2 separate regions of the Gossypium hirsutum genome follow, and region 2 is linked to region 1. Evidence: chromatin contacts called from public Hi-C data. All regions are on one chromosome and are shown on one strand. Each heading gives the region's core, a stretch centred on a gene start, on an enhancer-like site or on the middle of the called end of the contact. The rest is flanking DNA. Distances are from core to core; before and after follow the strand shown.

Region 1 (6,990 bases), core at 2,490-4,989:
CTTAACCATATCACATACTATCAAATGTCACATTTCAAGTCTTATTTAAACCAAACGGACCCCATAGAAGGTCTAATTATGCATTTCTAAGTCAAACAGGCCAAAATAAAAATTTCTGAAAAATGGACCCACACAACCTACCTATCCAGACTGTGTAATCACACACGCCCGTGTGATCACATGACCTAGCACATAGCCAACCTCCAGCCCATGTGGTGCACACGGCCTACCTGAATTGCCCATGTAATCACACATGCTCATGTACTCAACATGGCCTGACACACGGCTGACCACATGCCTATATGGTGCACATGGTCGTGTGACGTAGTGCAATTTCAAAAACAACCTCTGTTTTTGAGTTTTTTCGAGTTCTGAGTGATGTTTCGAGTTACAATCACACACATGAAGGTTTTCTAAAAATTTTCCCAACAACAACGAGTTCAGAATCTACATTGACAATCAAACAAATCCATTAGCAACCAATTATTGGAACCTAAACTTCACTTCGGTGATCATTATTTAATCACAACAGTCCCTAAAATTGACATTCGGTCCCTTACCCGGAAAGATTAGCAGTTAAATAGCTACTAGATTGTTGTCGGACTACGAATCTCATGATTATCACCTAACAAAATCAAAATTCAAAACATCCTTCAATAACAAGTGAATTATGATTGCAAAATACCAAAACAAAAACTATACTACTTTACCGATGTTTTGAAGCAAACGAAATCAACAACAGATCAGAAGAATACGAACGAAAGAAAACTCGAGGCTTAGACAACAATGAAACAAGAGAGAAACGAACCAAATAGAAGTGTTGAAATGGAAGGGTAAAATCGAAATAAAAGAAGAAAGTTGATCAAAAGAAGAAAAATGACAAAGCAAAAATTTTAATAATCCAAAACAAAAGAAATTGGAAGGAAACAAGAACGTAGGAAAGAAGGGAGAAGGAATGGCAAAAAGAAATTTATAGACACAAAAGAAAAATGGCTAAAAACAGAAAATGAGAAAAATAATGCCAACAAAAATGGGATGACAGATTAAAGGGAAGAGTCGGGAGAGATTTTTAGGTAAATTTCAAAACTACCCACATCCCGCTAAATCACATTAAGTAATCACATATCAAAATTTCCTCAGAGTTTAAAACAAAAGTAATTCCACTTTGCACACATGGGAATTCGAACACAGGACAAAAGGGTAAGTTGTAATCTTACCACTAAACTAGCAAACTCATTCTTGCCATCAATTGAGCAAAAATATTATTTATGCCAAATGTTTAAGGATAAGGGTTAGGAAAAAGAATAATAAAAATTCAAGGGAAAGATTCGAACCCAAAACCTCTCACATACAAGTGTAACACCTAACCACTGAACCAAATTAACTCACTTAACATAATTTCACAATCTTAACTCAAAAATCAAAATGTGACCACTCTAGGTTTCACTAACCCAATTTCTTCTAACTTGATTTTCGGGATTTGACTTACACATTACTTTCAACAGAGTGAATTGATCAAGAATTTTGAAAACTGAATAATAAGTACCTGGAACCCTTCGCTTCTAGCAACACCAATTATACTTATTCTTCTGATGCCATGTAAGATTGTTCCTTTTATCACATGAGTGGAGATGACATTACCCTAAAATACAAAAACTATGTTAAAAAAGATATATTAGTGTCAATTAGACTATTTCATTAAAAAAAGATATATTAGTGTCAACTAAACTCTTTCAGTCCTTTTTAGCTTATCGACCATGATTGAGTAAAGAAAGGTCTAAAGCAAGCCTTATTTAACTCAGAAGTCTAAACTCTTTGATAGTATTTTATCATTTGAAGCACAATGGCTTCTAGATGGTTAACTAAAATGATTTCAGTGAAATTATTTTAGCATATAGGTAGAGGAAAACAACACAACTATGTACGAGACTCTTTCGGATAAAAGAGAACAAGATAGAGGAAAACATAACATGACACTAAGTTCTTTGATTGCTCATGTCACGACATATTGTGGCTAGTGTCACGACCTGAGTCCTTTTTTGCTAAATAAGTCGAAACTTATTTATTTTCGTGTTAAGATCAATACCACATAATCCCACACATATACCAATAAATTTAAATATATATAATACTTTATTTTGTCAACTAATATTTTATTAATTATCGTATAACAATTACTCATTTAATGTCTCAACAATTTCATTTAAACTTCTCTTATGTATTAACAATTTCATACTTATAACAACCTTTTAGCATTACAACCCTTATATTGTTTTCCTCTTCCTCCTCTCCATTCTACATCCTATATGTACATGTATATATACGAGAATCTTTGGCTTTTAGTATAGCATGCCAATATGTAATATTAATTATTCTTTCACTAATTACACATACTCTTAACAAAGTTGTCTACTTGAGTAGCAATCACTAAATTATTTTTATCTTGGCCTATAGAAATCAAAATTAAGTTCTACTTGTTGTTTTTGAAACTAGTCTCAATGAAATTTTTACTATAAAAATTTCAAAACTTAGTTCAAAGTAGATTAATACTAGTTTTTCTTCAAATCTTCTCATGTTCTACTGTTAGGCAACTCTGACCCTTCTCAACTAAATATTATTTATCTTTATGTACAAAATTCTTATAATATTTTTGTTGATTTCTCTTGGAATTTGACTCAGTAAGATTTTAAGAAATATAAATTTCATATCCTAATTATATTTTTAGAAATTTTAATGATTTTTCAAATTTAAAATAAGGGATCTCAAAATTCATCTGACCTTGTCTCACTAAAATGCATATAACTCATTTAATACATTCTCAATGTTTATACCATTTCTTTTGTACAAAACTAGATTCATTAAAATTTAATTTAATACTTGGTTCATCATTGAACTCATATTCTATAATTTTTGGTGAATTTTTAAAATCAAGTTACTATTGCTGTCCAGAAATTGTTTTAGTGATGATATTTACTTTTTCATGGTTTTTTGCATTAGCTTCCATTTAAACACACATATAATAATGATATTATATTCATTTCTTTACCTTGAAACTTCTCATAATACAAATCACATTTCTCTCTTTCACTTGAAAACTTAGTGTTTCTACATATCATACTTAATTAAATACTTTCTATCTCTACTATTTTAATTAAAATTTACATATCACACATTTAATTTGTTACATAGTTAACTCAACTCATAGAGATACAAGTAAAGTTAATATTGAAACTTACATCTTTTGACAATAATTTCTTCTCTTTTACTTCTCCAGTTCTTTCTCAACATCATCATTATCCTTCTTTTTTCTTCTAATTTTCTAGACTTCCATCTACTAATTTATTGTGTCTAAATTGTTGAACATACTTTCTAAAATATCTACTTCATCCTTGGTGCCTATGAAAATTTCCAAGAGTTTTAGGTGAAATAATGGGATTTTATGACAAAGGATTATTTTTTTAATAGAAAAAGACCCGAAGGTCAACCTCAATTTATTGCATCACTTAAAATAATATCATGGATTTCCAGAGGATAATCCATATTAAAATCCTTAATACAATTATGAATAGAAGCCCAATTACAGAGATGGTCTGCTGCTTTATTGGAACTACGCGGGGCTCAAACAAAATTAAAACTAAAACTCGGATCCAATCATTTGAGGAGTTCCTGAATACGGTAGCCCATGGTTGAAAAGTCAACATTCGTCTTATTAAGCCGATTCACCAAGCTGGTGTAGTCAGATTCAAACTCCAACCTTAACCATTTTTTGCTCGCGCAAGATTTATACTTTCCTCCAGTGCATACAGCTTAGCCCATTCGGCTTGAACATTCCTGTCCAGACGTCCGCCTGCCCACCAAGAACAAAGCCGTCATGATCCCTCGCCACAAGACCAAAGCTCATTTTCCTACCATTTGCAGCAGTGTCGAAATTTATTTTAACCACCCCCTGTCCTGGCTTCTTCCACCTCCACAACTGGTTTAGGAAGCATCAGTTTCTCCAAGATGTTAAAAATGTGAAAATCCTGGCTTAATGCAACAGCTCTATCCCAAGTCACTTTGGCTTATTCCTCCATATCATGAAAGACTTTATTATTCCGGCTGTTCCAGAAATTCCAAAGCACCGTTATGAAGTCTGAAAAAGCCTTTTTGTCCAGCGAACGAGCCACGTCTTCAATCCAGTCACACACCGACAGTAGCGACCCTCGAGCAAGTTATTATTAAGGCCCCCATATACCAACACTGCCCGAGCCTTTGGGTAGTCTTTCATTGCGTGAAGGAGGGTCTCCTTTTCAGTCCCACATCTCAGACAAATGCTATTAAACTCCCTCCGGATGCTAGAAATTTTCTCGTACGTAGGAAGGATGTCGTGCCCTAGGCGCCAGCAGAAAATTCTGATTTTCGACAAAGGTTACAGCTTCCACGTAAGCCTTCAGAAGAACCGATAGGGGCCAAACCCCACATGCTTTAGGGTTAACCAGGAGTAAACAGACTTAGTAGAATAAGAGCCCAGGGGACTATGGAACCAAATACGATAGTTATCCAGACCGTTATGAGGAATGGGAATTTTTCAAATTTGGTCCCCCAAATATTCACCATATCCCTCCATAATCTTCCTCTCGTTTCAGCCATCGTTCTTCTCATTCAGTAGTTCGCTAACTTTAGTCTCTTGGTCCTCCCTTCTATTGAGGCAAATAGGGTCACCGAAAATCCTTTCAAAGCCTCAGTTCTCTTGCCAAATATCAATTTTACCACCACTGCCAACATTCCAACTGAAACCCTCATGCGAAATACTAGCAGCCCTAGCAATGCTCTTCCACGTAAACGAGGGCTTGTCAACTCACTTAGGATAGAGAACATCACCATCCGAAAAATATTTAGCGCTCAGGACTCTATAGCATAATGTGTCTTTACAACTAATAAGCCGCCACACTTGTCTACCTAACAAAGCCACGTTAAAACGCCTTAAGTCCCTGAAGCCCAGACCTCCATGCCTTTCAAAAAACACATCCGGTCCTAAGATAGCATGTTCCACCCTCTATTCTTATCCTTACCCCCCACCACAGTCGGCAGATCATAGACTGGAGCTTTTCAAGGGCTCCATTAGGGACAAAAAAGATCGAGAATGCGTAAGTAGGGATTGATTAAAGGATAGACTTTATAAAAATCTCTTTCCCACCATTTGACAATAATCTCTTCGACCAACTGTTGACTCTATTGGCAGCTCGATCTAAAATACTTTGGAAGACAATAGACTTCTTCTTACCAATCGGTATGGGCAGGCCAAGATAACCGTCAAGGTTGTTTACCACCTTCATCTTAAGCATGCTGCTTAAAGTCGCGTGTTGAGGACCAGGAGTGTTTGGACTGAAATAAACCATTGGCTTTTCCAAGTTGATGCTTTGGCCAGACATCCTTTCAAAGGTTTCCAGAAACTTTGTAAACGCCTCCACTTCACTATGTTTATTCTTGACAAATAAAAGAGCATCATCAGCAAAAAAGAGATGGTTAATTCTAGGGCTATCCTTACTAGCCCAAATACCTTTAATCATATTAGTCTCCTGAACATGAATCAGCATACGAGACAGGGCATCCATACAAAATAGGAACGAATAAGGGGATAAAGGGTCCCTTTGTCGGAGACCCTTTTTCGGGATAATGATGTCGGACAGTCGTATTGCATTTAACTCTGTACCGAACAGTGCAAACACACTCCATAATTTTAATAACCCAAACATTAGAGAAACCCATTTTTATCAACACTTTATTAAGAAAACACCACTCCACCCGGTCGTAGGCTTTGCTCATGTCAAGCTTAACCACGCAACCCTTGTTCGAACCATTTTTGGAGCTACCAAGATAGTGCATGAGCTCATGGAAAAATAAAACATTGTCATGTATCATCCAGTTAGGAACGAAGGTACTCTGATTTTGGCTAATGCATAGGGGGAGAACATCTTTAAGCCGGTTTGCGAGAGCCTTTGAAACAATCTTGTTGATCACCTTGCAAAGACTAATTGGATGGAAGCTAGCCATTTCACACGGATTCTTATTCTTAGGGATCAAAACAATCAACGTTTCATTAATGCACTCAGCACTCTTGTTGCCCTGAAGTATATCATGATATAAGCGGAGAACATCTTCACCCACTATGGGCCAGTGTTCCTTGAAAAAGATCCCCGACAGCCCATCAATCCTTGAAGCCTTACGGGGATCCATCTGTTTGAAAGCCATCAAGATTTCCTCGTTAGTAAACTTTCCATTCAACCTCCTATTCATGTCTTTATTAATGCATTTTAGAACAATCTGAAGCTCACTTTTATCATATGCATTTATAGAGGTCTTAAAAAGGTTATTAAAATAATTCCATGCAATGTGGCAGATCTCCTCTTTGTCTTCATGCCAGTTACCATGCATATCTTTAAGTCTCTCGATACTATTATTTTTTCTACAACCCGAAGCCCACATGTGGAAGTAGTGGGTGCTTCTATCCCCTTCCTTCAGCCACTGAGACCGCACCCGAAGACCGCACGTGGAAGTAGTGGGTGCCTCGAGTATTCTTAAGAAGACTCGTTGATCTCTCACTTGTAGGCCCATCTATAAGTCTTCTAATCTCCTTTTGCAGCCCTTTTATGTTATTCTTGATCCTTCTATAACGCTGGTATTGCTACGGGCCCAGCTTATCCCGGATCAGCTCCATCTTCTCCAACAGATTGCCCTCCCCATTGGACCATATACTAGTACTGATGTCTCTAGCCTCTTGCTCCTTTGCGCAACAGATATCATATCTAAACCAAGCCCTAGGGTCATTATTCTTCTCTTTAGGCTTGTTCCCGTTCGTATCCATTAAGATAGCCTCATGGTCAGATTTTGATTAGCGCACAATATGTGAAGTAAAGAATAGTATTCTTTCCATTATAACAACAAAGATAATAAATCTGTCTAACCTCTCTTTGACAAGCCTGTTGCCCTTTTTGTTATTAGTCCACGTGA
Region 2 (6,990 bases), core at 2,697-5,196, 390 kb before region 1:
CCATAACAGGGGGGGGGGGGAGTGGGGGGGCAATCATATCTTTTTAGATTCATAGGTGATGGTACAAGAGAATGTCAAACACCTTTAGTTTTTTTTTTTATATTATTTTTTCAATTTAATTTCTATGATAATATATGGATCTATGGTTAAAAAACAAAATTCCAATATCTGTATGTGTATGGATTTAGGAGTGTAACATGCGGTTGTAAAATCAAGATAAATTAAATATGTGTGACTATTTTTTAATATTAGTGTAAAGTGTAGTAAAATAATAAAAATAAAAAATTGAGTTTTGTCAATATATTAAATATTAATTTCTATTTAAATTTTATATACAATATTTTTTTAAAAAAAATCACTGATATCCCTTTCTTTTAACCAAATTAAACAACGTTTTGGGTAAGACAAATTAATAAAATAAAATAGAGGATAATTAGAAACGGGCCAAGCGAATCAAAGCCAACCCAGCATATGCTGCAATCAACTGTGTGGGCCTCTTCTTTCGTTCCTCTTAAACTTTATAGTAACTCCAAGCATTTGAACTCCCTTAATAAATTTTCTTTTTACCCAATCCAACACCATACTATTCGATTCACATTTCAAAATTCATTGTATTTATTGAAAATTTTTAGACTCTACAAATAAAATTAGGGGTTGACAAGTGTCTTATATAATAATATATTAAAAAAATAAATATTTTAAAGCTGTTTGTGGAATAAAAAAAATACACTATCAATTTACTAAATACTAACCCATAATCTTTGTACATTTGGTATTTAATTTTACTCTTTTTTGTTAAGATACTTTTCAGATTTCAAAATTCATATCTAATTGTTAATATCACTAAAATTCTTCTATTAAATTCCTTGGTTTGACATTTGGATGTAAAGAAATACTCACTTTATAATCGTGTAACAAAGAAATTAATATTGTCATGCACCTAAATTTAACAAAAGAGTTTTAATGGTGTTATAATAACAAAAAGACTTGTATTTTTAAATCCAAAAAGTACAATGACTAAATTCTAAATGAAGGCTACAAGAACTTAGAGTATAATTTAACCAATATTAAATACTACTGTCAAGGATGGATCTAGGATTTTATTTCAAGGGGTCGAAACTTTTAAATCCGAACGACCTTTCTTTAACGTAAAAAAGTGTCAATTCTTCCCGGATTTTTTTTTATTATCAAACAAATCGATTTAATGTTTTTAAAAAGCATGAACGATTTAACTGTAGAAGAATTAAAAGAAAAAAAAATCACACTATATAAAATTAAATATTTCTTTACAATATGCAAAAAAGAATAACTAATACTATACTAAAAATTTCATAAATACCATTATAATTCCAAAAATTAAATTTAAAAAAAAACTTGGCCTTAGTCCTATTTCTCAACACTAGGCATCCTAAATTCCACCCTCCGCTTTTTCATAAAATCGAACTCATCAATGATAGAATCTGTTGAAAATTCTCAAGCTATCTTTTTTTCGATATATGCCACCAAGTAAGTCTTGGATAGATTTTTGAAGTCTCGAATCATGCTCTAAAAAAGAAGCATGAAACTCATTTATTTTGACTCTCGGCACCTTACGAGAACATTCAAGAACTTAAGAAGACCCGATATCTTGTTTAGGAGCTTTGGAAGACTCAATATCTTGTTCAAGATCTTGGGATTGAGAAGACCTGATATTTTGTTCAGAAGCTTGGGAAGACTTGATATCGAGTTCAGGAGCTTGGGATTGAGAAGACCTGATATCTCGTCCAGGAGTTTGGGAAGATCTGATATTTGATTTTTCTCCACTAATAACAGAAGGTTGAGGAACCGGTTGATCATTATTGCTTTCTGACATCCTTTTCTTGAAAAAAGATTTGATCTTTTTGTTGACCATAATTTAATCAAAAAACCTAAATACTGTAATATATTAAATAACAACATATTAGGAAAAAGAAAAAAATAATAAGTCAAATAAATAAAGAACATAATTTATGCAAAAATATTTACCGAGAGGTCTTTTACGTAATGAGCTGAGAGGAAGATTAATATACATGAGTATGGGCCAAAATCAATTAATTTTGGAATTTAGCCTTAAAGTCTATATTGAGCCTCTAAGTTCAGTTTTTCAAGGTCCATCATATATTAATATTTTATTATTATTAAAGTTATATAATTAAAAACTAGAAAATATTTTATTAATATAAAGTATGACCTTATGGCTTAAGGGGCGAATGTTATATAATATGGAGATTAAATTTAAAATATATGAAAATTTATATATAAAATTAAAAGGCGGTAGAAGTAAGGTCTGAAATGAAACAAGTGTTGGTTCATAGACATATACATCCTTTGAAGGGGAGAAAAAGAGGAATGGCTTTTGTGTCTCAAAAATGACATGCAAAAAAATCACTGTCGAAATTACAACAAGCCCATCATCATCCAGCATAATCCGACCAAGGTCCAAATTTAAATAGAAAAAGGGCAAAGGGTGTGATGATTTTGAAAGCTAACAATCAACCTGAGCATTGCGTTGTCCCACCAATGCATATGTTTTTGTGTCTTGGGGGTCCATTATATCATGTTTGGGCTCTTCAAATGGGGTGAAGTTGACATCAATACGCCACCATTAACATTTATTGGCTCACAGACACCTTGCAAGATATTTTTTTCCATCATTCGTTGGTATGTTATTTTTGCAATTTTGTTTGAATTAAATCATCTTTATTTTTAAGGATGTAACTTTTTTTAATAAAAAAAATTAAAACTCAAGGTATTTAAGAGGTTTTTTTGTATGTTAGTTATAAAATTTAAACCTTGAAGATATGATAGAATCAATTATGGAATAAAACTTTTTTAACAAAAACAAAATTATAGTCAAAATTCATATTCTACTCCTTAAAATATTTTATAAGATCACATTTTTGTAGTGATTCGAATCAAGCTCTCTCCCTCTCTTGTTTGGTAAAATTACAAGTAGGATGTGATTTCTTAATACTAATTTCAAACTTTAAAATTATTCTATTCAAAGATAATACATATTTAAACAAATTCGAACTATAATTTTTAAATTTTAATCACCACTACCTTAATAAAAGGTATTGAAAAACTTAATAAGCAAGAAAGAAAATGTTCATATATAATATAATTTTAGGGGTAAACTATACCAAATGTTGATATATCATATAATAAAAGGTAAATTATATCACTAAAAATTATGAGTTTTTTTGTCACATAATTTTAAAAAGTTACGATTTGGTCATTAAACTATTTAAAAGCTTTCAATTAAGTTATTGAGTTGTTAAAATTGATGCTATATGACTTTCTCTATTTGCATTGTCTGCACCAATCGAAAGCTTTCTTTCCTCTTCTCTTCTACAGTTCAATTTTTTTCATGAACCAACTTTGGACGTCATAAATTTGCGAATTAAAATTTAAACAACTTTTCTTTGATTTTTGACACTGACTATCAAATGGACTTAGGTTTAAGGTATGTTCTTCTATTCGTAGATGGGTATTGATTCACCTACTGGTCAACGAATCGTTGCTTAGAGCTCATTGACGCAACTTTAAAAAAAAAAGACTTAACAACCCAGTGACTTAAACAAAAACTTTTAAATGTTTCAGTGATTTAGATGAAAACTTTCAAATAGTTCAGTGACCAATTCTAACTTTTTAGTTAAGTGACTAACATGAAAATTTACCCATAATTTAGTAACTAACAATATAATTTAAAAAACTAATCATACCCTTTTTTTTTTCTTACATGAATATCAATGAAAATGGATTGTCACATCCAAGGTTGCACATCTTCCTCTTTATTCCTCTCTTAAATAGATTCAACAATATTTATTTGTCCTTAAAATTACCCACAAAGCTAAGGGTTGAAGGTGACAAGAGTTTTGATTTTGGCATCAATTAGACAAGGGGAAGATATTTTTTTGTTGGGCTGCTGTTAAATAGAGTTGAGGTGAGGAAACCATGAGAAGAGAAGGCCTCAAAATTAAGGCTTTGAGGCCCCGATTTACCACACAAAAGAAAAATGAATGGGTCGTTGGGGGATCTTTCATTTTCAATTGGTCAGCAAGAAACCCCTTTTAAGAGTGCAATGATAGAACCCTCTCAACAGTATGTTGGTTTGTAGGCATTCACTTGGGTCCCTTGTGACCTTTAGCCTAGGACCATGGTTTAGGGGACCATTGATTGGGAAAATTGAAGCCCAACTAAATTGTAGACCTTAAAATTAAAGCCATAAGAACATTAAAATCTTTCCAACCCAAATAATGGTGAACTATACTCAAATTTTCAGTACTTTTTAAAGACAAACCGTACGCTAAAGAGTACATTAATTGTTTAAGTAGACCAAGTGACCAACATTATAGGATTAGATTTGGGTCTTTGCTTGCTTGTTCACTTTTTCTTGGTTGGGGGTGCTATTGAGACTAGGGACAACCATGTGTGTGTATAAACAAGGAAATAAATGGTGTGGCCCTAACATCCATTTAGATGAAGATGAGGGTTTTGTGTCAAAACCACATTTTTAATGGCAAAAAGACTTCTTCAATTTGAAATTTCGATTGAATTTGGACAAAACCAATTTTCTTTCTTTTTAATGAAAAAAAATTAATAAAGTAGATTTCAATGATAAAAAAAAAAGAACTAATGGTTGCTAAAACCAAAATTAACCCGTAAAAATAGAATGAATTGGAGGCTAAATTTATGGTTTTCTTAAAACTATGCCAGGGAATTCTTGCGTGTCGCCTATAGTTTCTGCTTTGTGCTTTTTTTCCTGAGGTTCCTTGAGGAAGCTGTTGCCTCTTGCTTCAAGCATTTGCAAATTGCACACAAAATTTGAGCAAAAATAGTGTATTTTTTAAGCGTAATCTTTACATTAGTCACTAAATTATGGATTAATTTTTGTTTTGGTCACTTAATTAAAAAAGTTACAATTGATCATTAAACTATTCAAAAATTTTCATTCAAGTTATTGAACTATTAAAATCAATGTTATATGCCTTTCTCTGTGCGCATTACCTGCACTAATTGAAAGCTCTTTTTTTTCCTTCTCTTCTACAATTTTAATTTTTTTATGAAACAACTTTGGACGTCACGAATCTACGAATCAAAATTTAAACATATTTTTTTTTCTGATCTCTAACACTTACCGTTAGATTGGGTTAGATTTAAAGTATGTTCTTCTACTTCTTGATGGGTATTGATTTATTATACCAATCGTTGAATCGTCGTTTGGAGTTTGCTGGCAGAATTTTTTTTTTAAAAAGAACTTAACAACTTAGCGACTTAAATAAAAACTCTTGAATAGTTTAATGATAAAAAATAATAATTCCTAATAGTTTAACGATTAAATTATAATTTTTTAATTAAGTAATCAAAGTTAAAAGAGTAATGTTATAGTTTACTTTTTTTTTAATATTTAGTGTATAGTGAATTGAGCTTTGTGTCAACCAAGGAGTCTCTAATATTGACTGTGAGCTACCAAGCGATTGACTAGCAAAGCAATCAATCAAAACAAACCCCACAAACTCTTTTTTATTAATGTTATAAAGTTTAGCCAAATGTTGATCTCACATGAGGTTATGATTTTCCTTTCAGAAGCATGCGTTGCTTTTGCAAGTCTACTTGGCTTTCATTTGCTGTAAGATCCAAGATAACAAATTTATATATTAAAAGAAGGTAAAATAGTTTTTCTGAATTTTGAATTTTTTATTTATTTTATTTTTAAAATTATTTATTGATATGATATAATATGTCAATATAAAAGAATATGTAATTTATCAGACAGATTATCACATTAAAATTATTAAAAATTAATGTTTTAATCAACATTTTTGTTAAAAAATAATTTGAATATATATTTTTGAAATGTTAAAGGAAAATAAAAAATAAAAACGGAAAAGGGGTTTATTTTAATGGCAAGCAAGGCAGAAAATTAAGGTTGAGGGTGAAGAGAGTGATGACAGCTCAATGGGTTTTGAGAGCACTCAAAGGAACCGTACGGCATTTTAATGTTCCAATTGAGTAGTGAAACAATCATAGCACAAATTAGTTTGGCCCCACTTTTAAATGGTTTATCAAAAGCTTGTCACATTAGTCACCACACGAGCTCATCTGGTAATGTCAATTCATGCTGTTTTCTTCCCTTCTTTTTTGTAAGTTGGGAAAAGGGATAATGACATGCCCTTAACACACTTAATTTTATCAATAAAAAAACGACACATGCCATTTTTCCCACCACATCAGCCTTTTGTGCAACTTTTAGAACACTAAAAATTACTTTACTCAATATTTATTATTACTCTATTTCTATTAAAAGAAACCTCAAAAATATGAATACCATTTTCGTCAACTTCTTCATACCCAATTTTGATTTCATCCTAGCAAATTAAGAAAGATACCAATTTCTTTTCATCACCCAATATGTATTTTTAACCAAATTAAAAAACAAGAAATGAAAAGTTACTAATTTCTCTTCATCTCAACTCCAATTTAATCATCTTCATCTCAACTGCAATTTCAACCTCAAAAAATAGTTTGAAAATAGGATTTAATTAATGAAGTACACATTTGTCGAGGTTTGAAGTTGTAGTTTAATCAAACCGAAAGAACACAATCTAACTAAGACATAAAGGAGCTGACTATGACATCCGTAAAGGGGAAAAAACCCCTAAGTTACCCTTTTTTTTGCTGAGTTGGGCTAGGATGGTTAACCAATGCCCAACTCAAATTTCCAAGATTACCTTTCTTGATTTAGATAAAAAACCAAGCTAACGTAAGTTACCTCTCTAGACTTTAGGTATGGCTCAATGCAATTCCTCTTCCTTATTGAGAGCTTTCCTTTGAAGCTAATATAAGTTTAAAATTCCTTGCCATAGTTGTTTGGAGAATCCACATGTGAGTAAATGGTCTTATATTTCTTTCTCTTATTTGTAAAGAAGACATTCTTCATCCATAATTGTCGAAATCATTTTTATTTTG

The links. Hi-C and Micro-C count contacts between places; a contact is called where the count stands out from the background.
Region 2: a Hi-C map of leaf shows a contact between it and region 1, with 2.5 times the contacts expected there. The contact joins two enhancer-like sites. A contact is called at or near these places in 3 of 34 Hi-C or Micro-C datasets (callus and leaf).

The regions. Positions count from the first base shown.
Region 1 is chrD12:26,225,325-26,232,314 of Gossypium_hirsutum_v2.1, reverse strand. No RefSeq gene overlaps it. Among protein-coding and RNA genes, the nearest start is that of LOC107941136, 95 kb to the left of the region's middle. Within about 2 kb of position 3,739, at least 2 of the 9 cell types and tissues checked have an H3K27ac peak or open chromatin away from gene starts, as enhancers often do. A contact at or near this core is called in leaf, where this site is marked.
Region 2 is chrD12:26,611,982-26,618,971 of Gossypium_hirsutum_v2.1, reverse strand. No RefSeq gene overlaps it. Among protein-coding and RNA genes, the nearest start is that of LOC107945341, 9.5 kb to the left of the region's middle. Within about 2 kb of position 3,946, at least 2 of the 9 cell types and tissues checked have an H3K27ac peak or open chromatin away from gene starts, as enhancers often do. A contact at or near this core is called in leaf, where this site is marked.